Regions from separate parts of the Sus scrofa genome. Here region 2 is linked to region 1. Evidence: chromatin contacts called from public HiChIP or PLAC-seq data. All regions are on one chromosome and are shown on one strand. Each heading gives the region's core, a stretch centred on a gene start, on an enhancer-like site or on the middle of the called end of the contact. The rest is flanking DNA. Distances are from core to core; before and after follow the strand shown. Region 1 has its middle 110 kb from the start of LPP. Region 2 overlaps LPP (lipoma-preferred partner).

Region 1 (6,315 bases), core at 483-2,982:
CTTAGCCCACTAAGCGAGGCCAGGGATCGAACCTCCATCCTCAAGGATACTGGTTGGGTTCGTTACCACTGAGCCACAATGGGAGCTCCTCCTATTACTGATTTTAATTCCTGCAAACCCTGTACCTCCTTATTGCCTAGTCTGTGCCAGATTGTTCTTTCACCCAATACTACCAGCCATGGAAGATGGGGAAGGGCATTTGAAAGAGTGGGAACAGCATGGCCCAAAGTCTACAAGTGTGGAACTTCAGGATGTATTAATGGAATGGCCAGCAATTTGGCAGGATGGGACATGGGATATTTGGAGAAGAAGAGCTGGAGAAGAACTGAGAATAAGTCCTCTTTCCTTGAGGCCTCAAGTTACTGTGTTACATCTGGGTTTTATCCTAGAAGGCAATGGGCAGCATAGGGGGTGGTAAGCAGGATCATGATATAATTGTATCTATTGTTGATGCAGCACTTTGACACCCAATGGGATAGGATGGGGAAGAGTTGGAGGAAGGAGACTGACCAGGAAGACCTTGCTGTCATCTGAAGAGAGAGGATGAAGAATATGGCAAAGCTGGCCCATGAAGAGGAAAGATGGGCTCAAGGGATATGTAGAAATTAAATCCCAAAGGCTTAGGGCGTGATTGGAGGTATGGATGAAAGAAGGAAGGACTAAATGATGACTCTCTGCTAATGCAAATGTCAAATTTGGAGGGAGGTTAGGAACACCCACTAATTGGTACCTACCATCCAAGCTCATGTGTCAGCCCACTGGGGAGATCCCAGTCTCCCCAACCCCCACCAACTCCACAGGGGTCTCTCCTACTGTGGCTGCCCTTCTGCTGCCTTGAACCCACACTTCACCCCCTCCACTGGCTAAGCTATGCACTGCACAGGCCTGTGTTCTCACCCTGGATTTGTCCTCAAAACAGAATGACCTCCAGTAAGCCTCTCCCTTCTTTGAGTCTCTTTTTTCTTATCCCCTGAAGAAAGGCCTGCAAATGAGGGCTCTCTCCATTTTTTCCCTCCTGCTTTCTGGATTTTAATGTTTTATTTTGCTATGTGCCTGGCCTTTTCCTCTTGGTTTACATTAAGCCCACTTCACTCATTAATACTGTCTGCCTGGACCTGAGTGCTTTTGTGCCTGGGAGCCTCTGGCCCAGACGTCCTCCCAAGCCTCTCCATCTTGTCTCCAACGATTGGGCTTGTCTGGGTAGAGGACACGGTTTTCCAGAGCTGTACATCCATCTCTGGTCAGAAAAGCCTTTCCCTGGATCACTTCTTCCCTGGCTCTTGCTGGGTTCTCTGCTCTGAGAGCAAAGTTACAGAATGCAGAGGGCATGGATCTGTCACTGTGTCTGCTGGTCCGATCAAGCTCGTTCAGGAAGAGGCAGCTTTGGGGACTGGGGATCCGTGAGGACAGGGGGCTCCTTGTAGATGAGCCCACCTTGCCTGTTCTTTTGGGGCATGGCAGTCTCTTGGGTCAGGTGACTTAGAGGCAGATCTCAATGAGAGAAAGTGGCTCAAGTGGGCTTCCCCATTCAACCCCCCGCCTCCTCCTTCCAGTGATTGGGCCTCTGACAAGATAGTCTATTGAGTGTTTGAAAAAAAGATTATATATTTGACTTCCATCCCACTTCTTTCTCTTCTGCAAGCTGTCACATCTCTTTTGTCATGTAGTTTCCATACTCTGAGAATACAGTTCCTCCATAAACCAAAGATCCCAGATAGGGGTTAACTAACTTCTAGAACAAACAAACCGGAAATGCCAATGGCCTAACACAAAGGGAGTGTACTTCTCCTTCTCCATCTATAACTAGTCCTGGTCAGTGGTCCTCTTCTTCTTTTTTTTTTTTTTTTTCTTTTTTTCTTTTTTTCACCACACCCGAGGCTAGGGGTCAAATTGAAGCAGCAGCTGTGGACCTACACCACAGCTTGCAGCAATTTCATCTCCTTAACCCACTGAGCAAGGCCAGGGATCAAACCTGCATTCTCATGGATATGAGTTGAGTTCATAACCCACTGAGCCACAGTGGTAACTCCTCTGGGTGATCTTTTTTCACATGGAGATTCAGGTCTCCGGTCCTTGCTGGCTTGATTCTCCCACATCCCCTGCCAGGAAAAGAGGTGGAAGGTGGAGCAGGCACAGAAGCCCTGCCTGGAAGGGACATCTAGCCCTCCAGTCTCATTCCACTGGTGAGAACTGGACATACACTCTCATCTTATACTCACATGAACTGGAGAATACAGTCCCTGGCTGTTCTGCTGCCCCTTGGAGACATCTTTACACAGGGGGAGTGGAAAGGGGACATGTGGAGCATAGTAGACACCTCAGCCACATCTGAGTCACTCACCTGTCTCTCACTTCTGAGTTGCCAGCTGGAGGGGACATGTCAGGGGCTGAGAATGGGGCCCCCTTTTGTTTCTAATTGGTAAGCAGTTTTTTCTTCAATTTCACTTCTGTAAACACCCCCTTGGAGATTTTGCCTATATCTGCATAACATCTGTCCTATAATTGACTTAATATTCTCTTTAAATCAATTCACTTTTTAAATGTAGTTTCAACTGAATAATGTATCTAGGAAATCATGGTTTTGATGTGCTAATTAAATTTTTCCTAATATACCCCCAAATAAATTTATACTTCCTCCAATAAAATATTTGCATATCAACCACCCCAAATATTTGCACAGAACCTGGTAGTATGTGTTGCACATTTGGGGAAATGGAATGATTGAGTCTATATAAAGCCCCTCTGTGATCTGGCCTTGGTCTTCTCTCTGTTCTCACATTCTGCCCCTTCCCACAACTCTCCACTTTTAGTTTCTCAGACTGCCAGGATCTTTTAGTTTCTCAAACCTGCCAGGCTCGTTCCTACCCTAGGGCCTTTGCACTGGCTGTCTCTGCCAGGAACACTCCCCACATCTGCACATGTGTGGCTCTTTATTTAGACATTGTCTTAGCTCAGATGGCTCTTCCCCAGGGAACCACCCAGTCAAGTTGTCTCGCAGCACACTCCACCCAACCTTGCACAGTCACTCCTTGTTTCAGGCCCTTCATAGACCTTTTCTAGTTCTGGCATGGTCTGTTTATCTGTTTGCTCATTTATTTACTGTTCCTCTGTGCCTAGTAAAATGTAAATTCTGGGGAGTTCTTGTTGTTGCGCAGTGAAAATGAATCTGACTAGTATCCATGAGGATGTGGGTTTGATCCCTGGCCTTGCTTAGTGGGTCAAGGATCCAGTGTTGCCGTGAGCTGTGGTATAGGTTGCAGATGTGGCTCGGATCTGGTGTTGCTGTGACTATGGCGTAGGATGGCAGTTGCAGCTTCGATTCGACCCCTATTCTGGGAACTTCCATATGTTGAGGGAGCAGCCCTAAAAAGAAAAAAAAAAAAAAAAAGACTCTCTGTAAATGCAGGGATTTTTTTTTTTTTTTTCCTATTCCATTTTCTCACACTTAGTCCTGGGTGAGTCACATAAAACATGCGCCATAAATATTTGCTCCATGAATAAAAACTGTAGAAAAAGCCGCATAGGTCACTAGTTAAACGAGGATTAAAATACAGTTTAATCAACTGTTTGGTAATTCCTGATACATCTCTAGAAAACTGCTGGAAAAGACAGCTTGAAAGTGAGACCACCATGGGTATCCAACTCCATCCTTGCAATTCACAGATGAACTGGTTTCCTGACTTGCTCACCCAGCCACAGAGAGAGAATCTGATCAAAGGAGAGCTGGAGGGTCAGACCTACCCCTAGAAGACACTTGCAAGAAGGAGGCAAGAGGTGAGGTGAGAACAGTGCAAGGGCCAATCATTCATGCTTACAGCCATGAGCAGCCATGGAGGCTGAGAGAGCCTGCCCACTGGACCACAACTGGATCGGCTCCTGCCCCTCCTCTTTGAGGGGGTGATGGTGGTTGGGGGGGTGCTGGAGATGGAGGTGGTATATAAGCAAGGGATGTCAAAAAACCTGAAAGTGTCCAATCTCCACCCTTAAATGGGACCTGGGATCTGGGAAGGGGAGTGAAAATCTCTTTCCTTGTGAATAGAGTGGTCGTGGATTTCCTTGCCAAAGGAATTGGTCCACAAAAGAAACTCAAGTTGAGGGAAAAGGCCAATGTTCCCCATCTCCTCCTCTCTTCAGAAATACATTTGTCATGGATGCTGTGAGGCACCTGCCTGACCCCTCTTCAGAACCAAGGCACTCATTCCTGCTGTGCAGTACCGCTGGGTCACACCTAAGTCTCTTCCCAGGAATTGTCCAGCATCAAAGGGAGCCACCTTATTCAAGGTAACACTCCCACTCTGGGGACAGTTTATTCAATGTCTAGATGACATAAGGTACAAAAGCCTGGCACCTTTCCTCCACTGAGGACAATTCTGAATGAGACAGGCCACTTCTAGACTAACTTTGCCTGCTGTCTAATCCTTTCCTTCTATCCAATCCTACTTCCTTTACATTCCCAATCAATTCCTTGCTCACAAAAATCTCAGAGTCTGTTTCCAGGGAACTCTAGGATAACATGAGTCAAACTCTAGTTGGCTCTGTCCTCCACGCTCAGTTTCCATATTGCCTGGGTGAGAGCTAATTTCTCACCAAGACTTTTATTAGATTTGCTTCCTGTACTTGAAGTTGAGACAAGTCATATCCAAATAGATGACATGTGGGTGCACCCAAAGGAATGGTGGCTCATTTCATTAAAACTCTTCAAGTCAATGAAGGTTAAAATGAAAGGAAGGCAATAAAAAGGAAAGTAATATTTCTATAGTTGTTAACATTTTTCAAATCTGTTTCACATGAAGTGTTGAAGCCTATTTATATCCTGCCTCCTTTGCTTGGCCTTACCTGTCCCCCTGCACCCTCCATGTACTCAGGGAAGAACCCCTGTGTCTCCTACCTCAGGCAGTTTTCTCATATACCCTCAGCACTGTCACACTGGGAATGGGCTCTATCACGACCTCACCACACTCAATGAACAGGAGCCCCACTGTCACAGTTCCAGTGCCCAGGACCAGACAGGACAGGACTTTGTAAATTTGTCTCCTCTCATTGTGTCTAGTTTGGGATGTGGAATCAGATCTTGGATCCCAGTGGCTCCCCAGTGGATACCATCGGAAATCCAGGAAAGCTTATTCTCCATGGGGTGGTTTGACTACCAAGGGTCAGGTAACTGTTATACTCTCACCCTTTGTCTGTCCCCTCCCTAGCCCAACAATGGACACCTAACAGAGGGTCCATCCATCCTACCTAAAGACATCTCACAAAATGACATTGGCTGCATTATCTGGTGATGCTATGGCTAGTGTAGCCCTCATTTTCTTGGATTTGCTTCCCTTCCTATATACCTCCCTTCCCTTTTCTGCTCTTGTTACTCAGGGATTACAATCCCCCAGCTTTATGTAGGAGCTTATGTGGGAGCTTTATGTAAATTTTGCTTCACATATTTCTTCCTAAACATGCTAGATGAAGACATGGGCATTGACTTATTTGATGGATGTTCAGGAAAAGTCATTCTATGGAGGCAAGAATTATTACTGCCATTTTTCAGTTGAGTAAACTAGAGTTAAAATGAACTCCCCAAGACCAAATCTACACAGTAAGTGGCAGATCAGGGCTCAGTCTACCTATTCTGTCTCCACACTGGATATTTTTCTTACACTTGAATATAAGTTTCCATCAAGAGTGACAAGAATCAGCTAATGATTTCTTTTTTTGTCTTTGGCTTTTTAGGGCTGCACCTGTGGCATATGGAGGTTCTCAGGCTAGGGGTCATATCAGAACCTCAGCTGTGGGCCTACGCCACAGCCACAGCAATGTGGGATCCAAACTGCATCTTTGAGCTACTCTATAGCTCATGGTAACGCTGGATCCTTAACCCATTAAGCGAGGCCAGGGATCGAACCCATGTCCTCATGGATACTAGTTGGGTTCCTTACCACTGAGCCATGACAGGAACTCTAACAATTTCTTTTCTTGTAAAGATGGTGTCTAGGGAAGGAGGTGGGGTGGTCATCACCAGAAAGTAGATTGAAGAGCCTCTTGCAAAGTGGTAGATGAGTTGAGGTGAGAGGCCCACAGATTCTGTCTAGCTTTCACCTTCCGCATGTTCAAGACCCAGTGTGTACTGTAAGGGCTGATGTTGCCAGGTAAGTTCCAAGGGCTGCCTTAGCAAATTATCACAACCTGGGTGATTTAACAGTAGATATGTATTCTTTCACAGTCCTGGACGTCAGAAGTCTCAAAACAAGATACTGCTGGGGCCATGCTCCTTCTGGGGGCTCGATAGCAAACTTCTCCTTTGCTTCTTTTTTTTTTTTTTTTTTT
Region 2 (5,960 bases), core at 512-3,011, 680 kb before region 1:
TTAGTTACCCAGCTATGTTATTAAAATATAGTTGAGCATTTTAAAAAAAAGAAACAATTTATTTGCTCAGTAGGCATAACTATTTATTTCCCTTTAAGGTATAGATACTATAATAGAGAGTTTCTGTAATTGCATCATTGAAAACCTGCCGGGTATAATAGGTAAGAGAAATTCTAGGTAGAAAAAAAGTATTTCAAAGGACCCAGGAGTTTGAAAGAACACTCACAAGTTCCAAGGCCCTGCAATGTTTCTCTACAAATACAGAGTGAGACCTAATAATAAGAGGTGTGACTGCTACTTGGGAAATCTTCTGATGCTTCAAGGTGCTAGCTTGTACATATACGCTGATAAACCACAGGGCGATGATTTTCTCTGCAAGCCATACACCTTTTGACCTCATATGAACCGAGGACATAGGGATAAAACTTAAGATATGCCAATTACACAGGCACATTTTTTTTTTTTTTTTTTTTTGTCTTTTTGTCCTTTTAGGGCTGTACCTGTGGCATATGGAGGTTCCCAGGCTAGGGGTCGAATGGGAACTGTAGCCGCCGGCCTATGCACAACCAGGCAATGCCAGATCAGAGCCGTGTCTGCGACCTACACCACAGCTTGTGGCAAGGCCGGATCCTTAACCCACTGATCGAGGCCAGGGATCAAACCTGCAACCTCACAGTTCCCAGTTGGATTCGTTTCTGCTGTGCCATGATGGGAACTCCCAGGCACATATTTTGAAATCTGATCAGCAGCAAAGATCTGATGGTTACATTTGATCTGGAGTGACTGGCATTTTGCCAAAGAAGACATCTTTGTAAAGTACCCAAGGATCAAATCTGAACTTACAATGTAGCAGGGCTCGCAATAGGCTTTCTTCTCTACAGCATAGAAGGGCTGCCCTCGGAGCTTGTTGTTACAGATGATGCAGGTAAAACAATCTACGTGGAAGACCTGATCCATGGCAGTGCATCCTGTACCTTCCCCAACGACGTTTTCCCCACAGCGAGCACAGCGGCCTGAAAAAAAGAGGGACAGACTGCTAAGAACTCACCAAGTCCTGCTGTATAGTACAGGGAACTATATCTAGTCACCTGTGATGGAACATGATGGAGAATAATGTGAGAAAAAGAACATATAAATACATATATATATATATATATATATATATGAATGACTGGGTCACTTTGCTGTACAGTAGAAATTGACAGAACACTGTAAATCAACTATAATGGAAAAAATTAAAATCTAAAAAAAAAAAGAACACAACAAGGAACATCTTGAGTTTTTCTAAAGAAGTCAATATGGGGAGACAGCAAATATGTACTGCCAGCAGCCGCAATAAGAGCACTTCTACAGCCATCATCACCACGAGCAAGATGACCACCACAGCCACCACTATCCCCCATAAGGCCAGCATGATGGTGACTTTACCGGTCAGCTGAGGAGCTAACCCTCCCAGCCAAGGTGCCACAGAAAGTGACCCAGTAGAACCCAGGTCTCCTGCATTGGAGGCCAGTGCTCTGCCTCTAATGTCACATACAAGTATAAGAAAAACTTGACCCAGGATAATAGGAGTGATAGGCAAAGTCTAGGAAAGTCTTTCTCCCTGGAGACACTCTGTGTCCAATTAGACTGGGAGGGAGCTGGGTTCACACTCAAAATTCAACTCCTTTCATAAAAGCCTGGGTTGCAACTTCCTGCATCCAGCCCTCAGTGACAGGCAGAGAAAAAGGTAGTCCCTTTTATTTCCAGGCAGTGCTGACTGCTAAAAAGTTCTTTCCTGTACTGAGCCCAGATGCTTCCTCATTCTGTTACCCAGTAGTCCCAGTGCTGTCTTTTGGGGCCTCAGGAAATAAGTCTCATCTTTTATACCTGATACTCTTTAAGACATTACAACTCAGCACTGCCTCCAGGTCTGTTCCTACTTTGAATTATCTCTAAATGGTGCCACTATTCCACATACTGTAGCATTTTGAGACCCTCACGTCTTTGGTTGTCACTGTCCAGCCCAGGGTTCTATAAACTTACAGCATCATGAAATTGATTCATGGGGGCTCTGACCACATATAGACATTATGTTTAGGTTAAAAAGATTGCATTAAGTTTTGAACAATAACATTAAAATGTAATGCAAGAGAAAACATTGATGTCAGTGAGAGGCATTGTGCTGGCTGCAGTCTGTATCCATAGCTGGTTTCACTGTGGGAGTCTTGAGCCAGAGTTCACAGTCACATTCAGTTTCCCTTCTTATTTTTTATTTCTACAAATGTAAAAAGGCTTAACAAGTAATTATAGGTCCCTGGGAACATCAGCAAGAATCAGTGAGATTTAACAGATAAGCTATAGCAAACCTAATGCTTCATATAGATCAGGCATTTTCTAGATGCTTCATGTATATTAATGCATTACACATACTTAACAACCTATGGCAAGGGACTATTATCATCTCTGCTATACAGAGGAGGAAACTGGGTTATAAAAGTGGTTTGTTACCTTTTAACACAAGCAGTCTAGTCCCAGGGTCAATGGTCCTAACCAGTCTGCTAACTTGCCTCTGTGCTGCTTCTGTGCTTCAGGATTGAACACAGAGCTGACACTATGGAAAGATTTCTCACTAAAGACTGCTTTCAGCACTCCATCATATTGGATTGACAACCATTTCACACCTAAAGGTGTGTGGGGCGGAGGAACTTTAAATGTTTCAACATGGAGAAAAGAGGAAAATATATTTCTAAACTTCTTTGGTTGCACTAGCCCTGGAAAGCATTTCTTTATATTTGTCACAGGATTTGAATGCATCTTTAAAATATACCTCAAACTATAGAACATTTCCCCCCTAAAGAATAAGCAATATCAAGTGCTTAAAAAAAGTTAAAAAACTCTTGGAAACTGAGCTGCCTCCACCATAGTTGACATTTTTATGAAGTCTTAATAGCATATTCTTGACATTTGATAAACTTTTATATAATGTTTGTAATAAACTATATGGCTTGATTTATAAACTTCTATCTAAGAATGAACTTGTATTTGCTTTTTTATCATATGAAATGTGTAACCTTACAAAGATGCTTTTAAAATTTTGGACTTTCATTGTCTTTAGTAAGAAAATTGAGTTTTTTGCATGGCACTATTTTTGTGATTATTTAGAAAAAAAGTAATTAGTTTACTATACTATGTTGTAAAATGGTGCTAAAATTCTAAGAGCTTCATGCTACTATCTGACAACATTTCATTACAGAAAATATGTTTGAGATTACAGGCAAATAGATCACCAGTCCATAAAATATAATTAAAAAAATTATATCATCATAACATTCAAAAATTTCTTTTTCAACTGCTTGTGCAAAATAATCACATTCATCCCAGTGTATACAGATTCATTTCCAATATTTATATTGGAATTGCGTTCACTAAAATTTACATTTGTAATATTAATCTGAAGTGGTATTTATGGTATTATCTTTATTACTGTTTTTTTTCCACTTTCAAAGACTCATTCAAATCACTGATCTATTTTGGTGAACTGAAGAAAGAGTGTAATACAATAGTAATAATAAAAATGTAGGTTTAACAGCAGCAGGAAAAAAAACATACCAATGACATGAAAATACTGAGCTGAATGGCACTGTTACTTAACATCTGTTAAACAACACCGATCAACACAGGTTTTGTGGTCCATGTGCAATCTTTAAGAATGTGATGATTCATTAAGAGCATATTGAATTTCTATGAATGTTGTCATTTTACATTTCAGATGTGTTAAAAGCAAGTCAAGAAAATAATTGTTTATTACTTTTTCCTTTTCTAGACTCCTTGATACTCCTTCAGGGACTACCAGTGATCTCTGGACCACACTTTGGAAAAAAATTGTTCTGGCCAAATGTTATTGACTATTGGTCATGGTGGCCTGTGATGGAGGTAGAGGCAGCAATTAAGATTCCAGACCATGGCTGCCCAAAGTGTAATATTGGGATTCCAAGAGCCTGAGCCTACATGGTTTATGGAGAGTTTGAGGGCTACCCATGAGGATCTAGGAGGAAATTTCAGTCACTAATTAAAGGGAAAGGTCAGAGCAGAGCCCTAAAAGTCAGGATGAAAAGCTAAGCTTTGGGATTCTCACTGTATTCAACAGGCATTCCCCGGGTATATACTCTTTGCCCAGTACGATAATCTGTATGGTACAATGGCAGTGCCTTTTGAATTAATCATGAGGCTATATACATCCTACGTAACAAAACACGGTATCATCTGAGAAAGTGCTATGGAGATGTGGGAGGAAAATCACACCTGAGAAGGCTCAGAAAAGGTTTCTTGGAGAAAGAAGCAGTTAAGACCAACCTTAAAGGATGTAATTTTGACAGGTGGGGATGGAAGAGAGAAAAACATTCTAGTTTTTCCACCGAAGGAATGAGTAGCTGGGCTTACTGGATCCAAAAACTCTGCAGTGACTTGGTGGCAGCACAACAAGGTTTTGTCCTCTCAGCTGTGAAAGCAGATGCACTGTATTCTGAAGGAACAATCTTCTCCTTTATATGTTGGAGAATATTCTTCCAGAATGGGTCAGGCTAATATGCTAGACCCAGACATGACCAGCTCTACTGCCTCCCGTACTTTTCCTATTCTTGGGAGAAATCGGGGACACCAGGCTGGAGGGCAGTCAGTCTGGCACCTTTAAAATCACAAGCTCAAAAAAAGAGCGAAGAACAAAAATTAAAAATAGCCCTACGCATCAGCAGGACAGAAAAGGTGCCCAAATGTTCCATTTTCACATTAACAAAAATTTACACACTATGTCTGTTAGGGAGGCATTCACAATGGAAAAAAAGTTACTCAAGCACAGTGCATCCTTGCCCCTAGAGGGGCCCATGCTACATATCATTAAAAGCATCCCACAATCTTACTGCCCATTTGAAGACAAGTATCTGAGCACTTTTAAACAAGAAAAACCAGGTGGATGGTACCAGACTTGAAGGCATCAGAGCATGAAGGAAACAAAGTTGATTAGGGGCCAGCAGAAAGCTCTGGGTCAAGTTTAGACCCATGGTTGGTATGAGGAGCTTGTTGGCAATACTTAGCACACTAATTTTAAAAAGTCCAATGACAGAGGGTTAGACAGCCTGGGGAGATTTTTGTCAGTGAATTGAGATAACTGAACCAAAAAAAAAAAAAGCTTGCCCACGTATTTTTTTGTTTATATATATATATTGCTTTATATCAACTGTGGATATAAATTGTGGATTCTTCTCACCCTTCCCCCTCCTCCCCCACTCCCTCAAACATCGCAACCTCTGCAATGTCTCTGAAATGCTTCCTTCCTGCTCATGCCTGCTACCCACATTGGGCTTATTATCTTTCCTAGGCCATTGCAATGGCTTCCTGATTGTTCTGCTAGGTCTGACTTACTTCCTCTTACAAACAGAAAGGCTTTATGGTAGTCCAACTACTTGAGCTAAGTCTGGAAGGTTATATAGTTTTTGAACAAGTCATTTTAGGAATGGCATGGGTGAAGATTACACGAAAATCAACAAGTTAGGCAAGGAAGGTAGTGAGACATGGGTTTTCATATTTAATGCTTCCAGCTTTCTCTTTTTTGTAACTTGAATTTATTTCCTTTATAATACGCAAAGAAGATTTCATTTAAAAATTTACATTTACGCAAACATGAAGCCAGGTCACATTTGTCTTCATATCCTCCTTGCTTAAGTCCTAATTTTGCCCCAAATAAAACTGAACTTTCAGCTTTCAGGTTGTGCATTTTTTTAAGCTGACACTTATATGTTAGAATCATCTGGGGAATTAAAAAAAAAAAAAAAAAAAGAAAAAAAAAAAAAGGACTGATGCCTGGGTCCCAGCTCCAGAAATTCTGATTTTGTTTCTGAGGTCGATGCCTTAGGACTGGAATGTTTAAAAGCTCTCCAGATGATTGCAATATTCAGCCAAGTTAAGCCACTGTTCCAAGGTTG

What was found. HiChIP or PLAC-seq counts read pairs in DNA pulled down with a chosen protein or histone mark.
Region 2: a contact with region 1 is called in an H3K27ac HiChIP or PLAC-seq map of alveolar macrophages. The contact joins two enhancer-like sites. A contact is called at or near these places in 2 of 2 datasets of contacts at active chromatin or transcription factors (alveolar macrophages and skeletal muscle).

The regions. Positions count from the first base shown.
Region 1 is chr13:125,669,243-125,675,557 of Sscrofa11.1, reverse strand. No RefSeq gene overlaps it. Among named protein-coding and RNA genes, the nearest start is that of LPP, 110 kb to the left of the region's middle. Within about 2 kb of position 1,732, at least 2 of the 83 cell types and tissues checked have an H3K27ac peak or open chromatin away from gene starts, as enhancers often do. A contact at or near this core is called in alveolar macrophages, where this site is marked.
Region 2 is chr13:126,353,287-126,359,246 of Sscrofa11.1, reverse strand. LPP (lipoma-preferred partner) reads right to left here. Exons shown (of 11, transcript XM_021071250.1): 8 at 844-1,013. Among named protein-coding and RNA genes, the nearest start is that of MIR28, 74 kb to the right of the region's middle. Within about 2 kb of position 1,761, at least 1 of the 83 cell types and tissues checked has an H3K27ac peak or open chromatin away from gene starts, as enhancers often do. A contact at or near this core is called in alveolar macrophages, where this site is marked.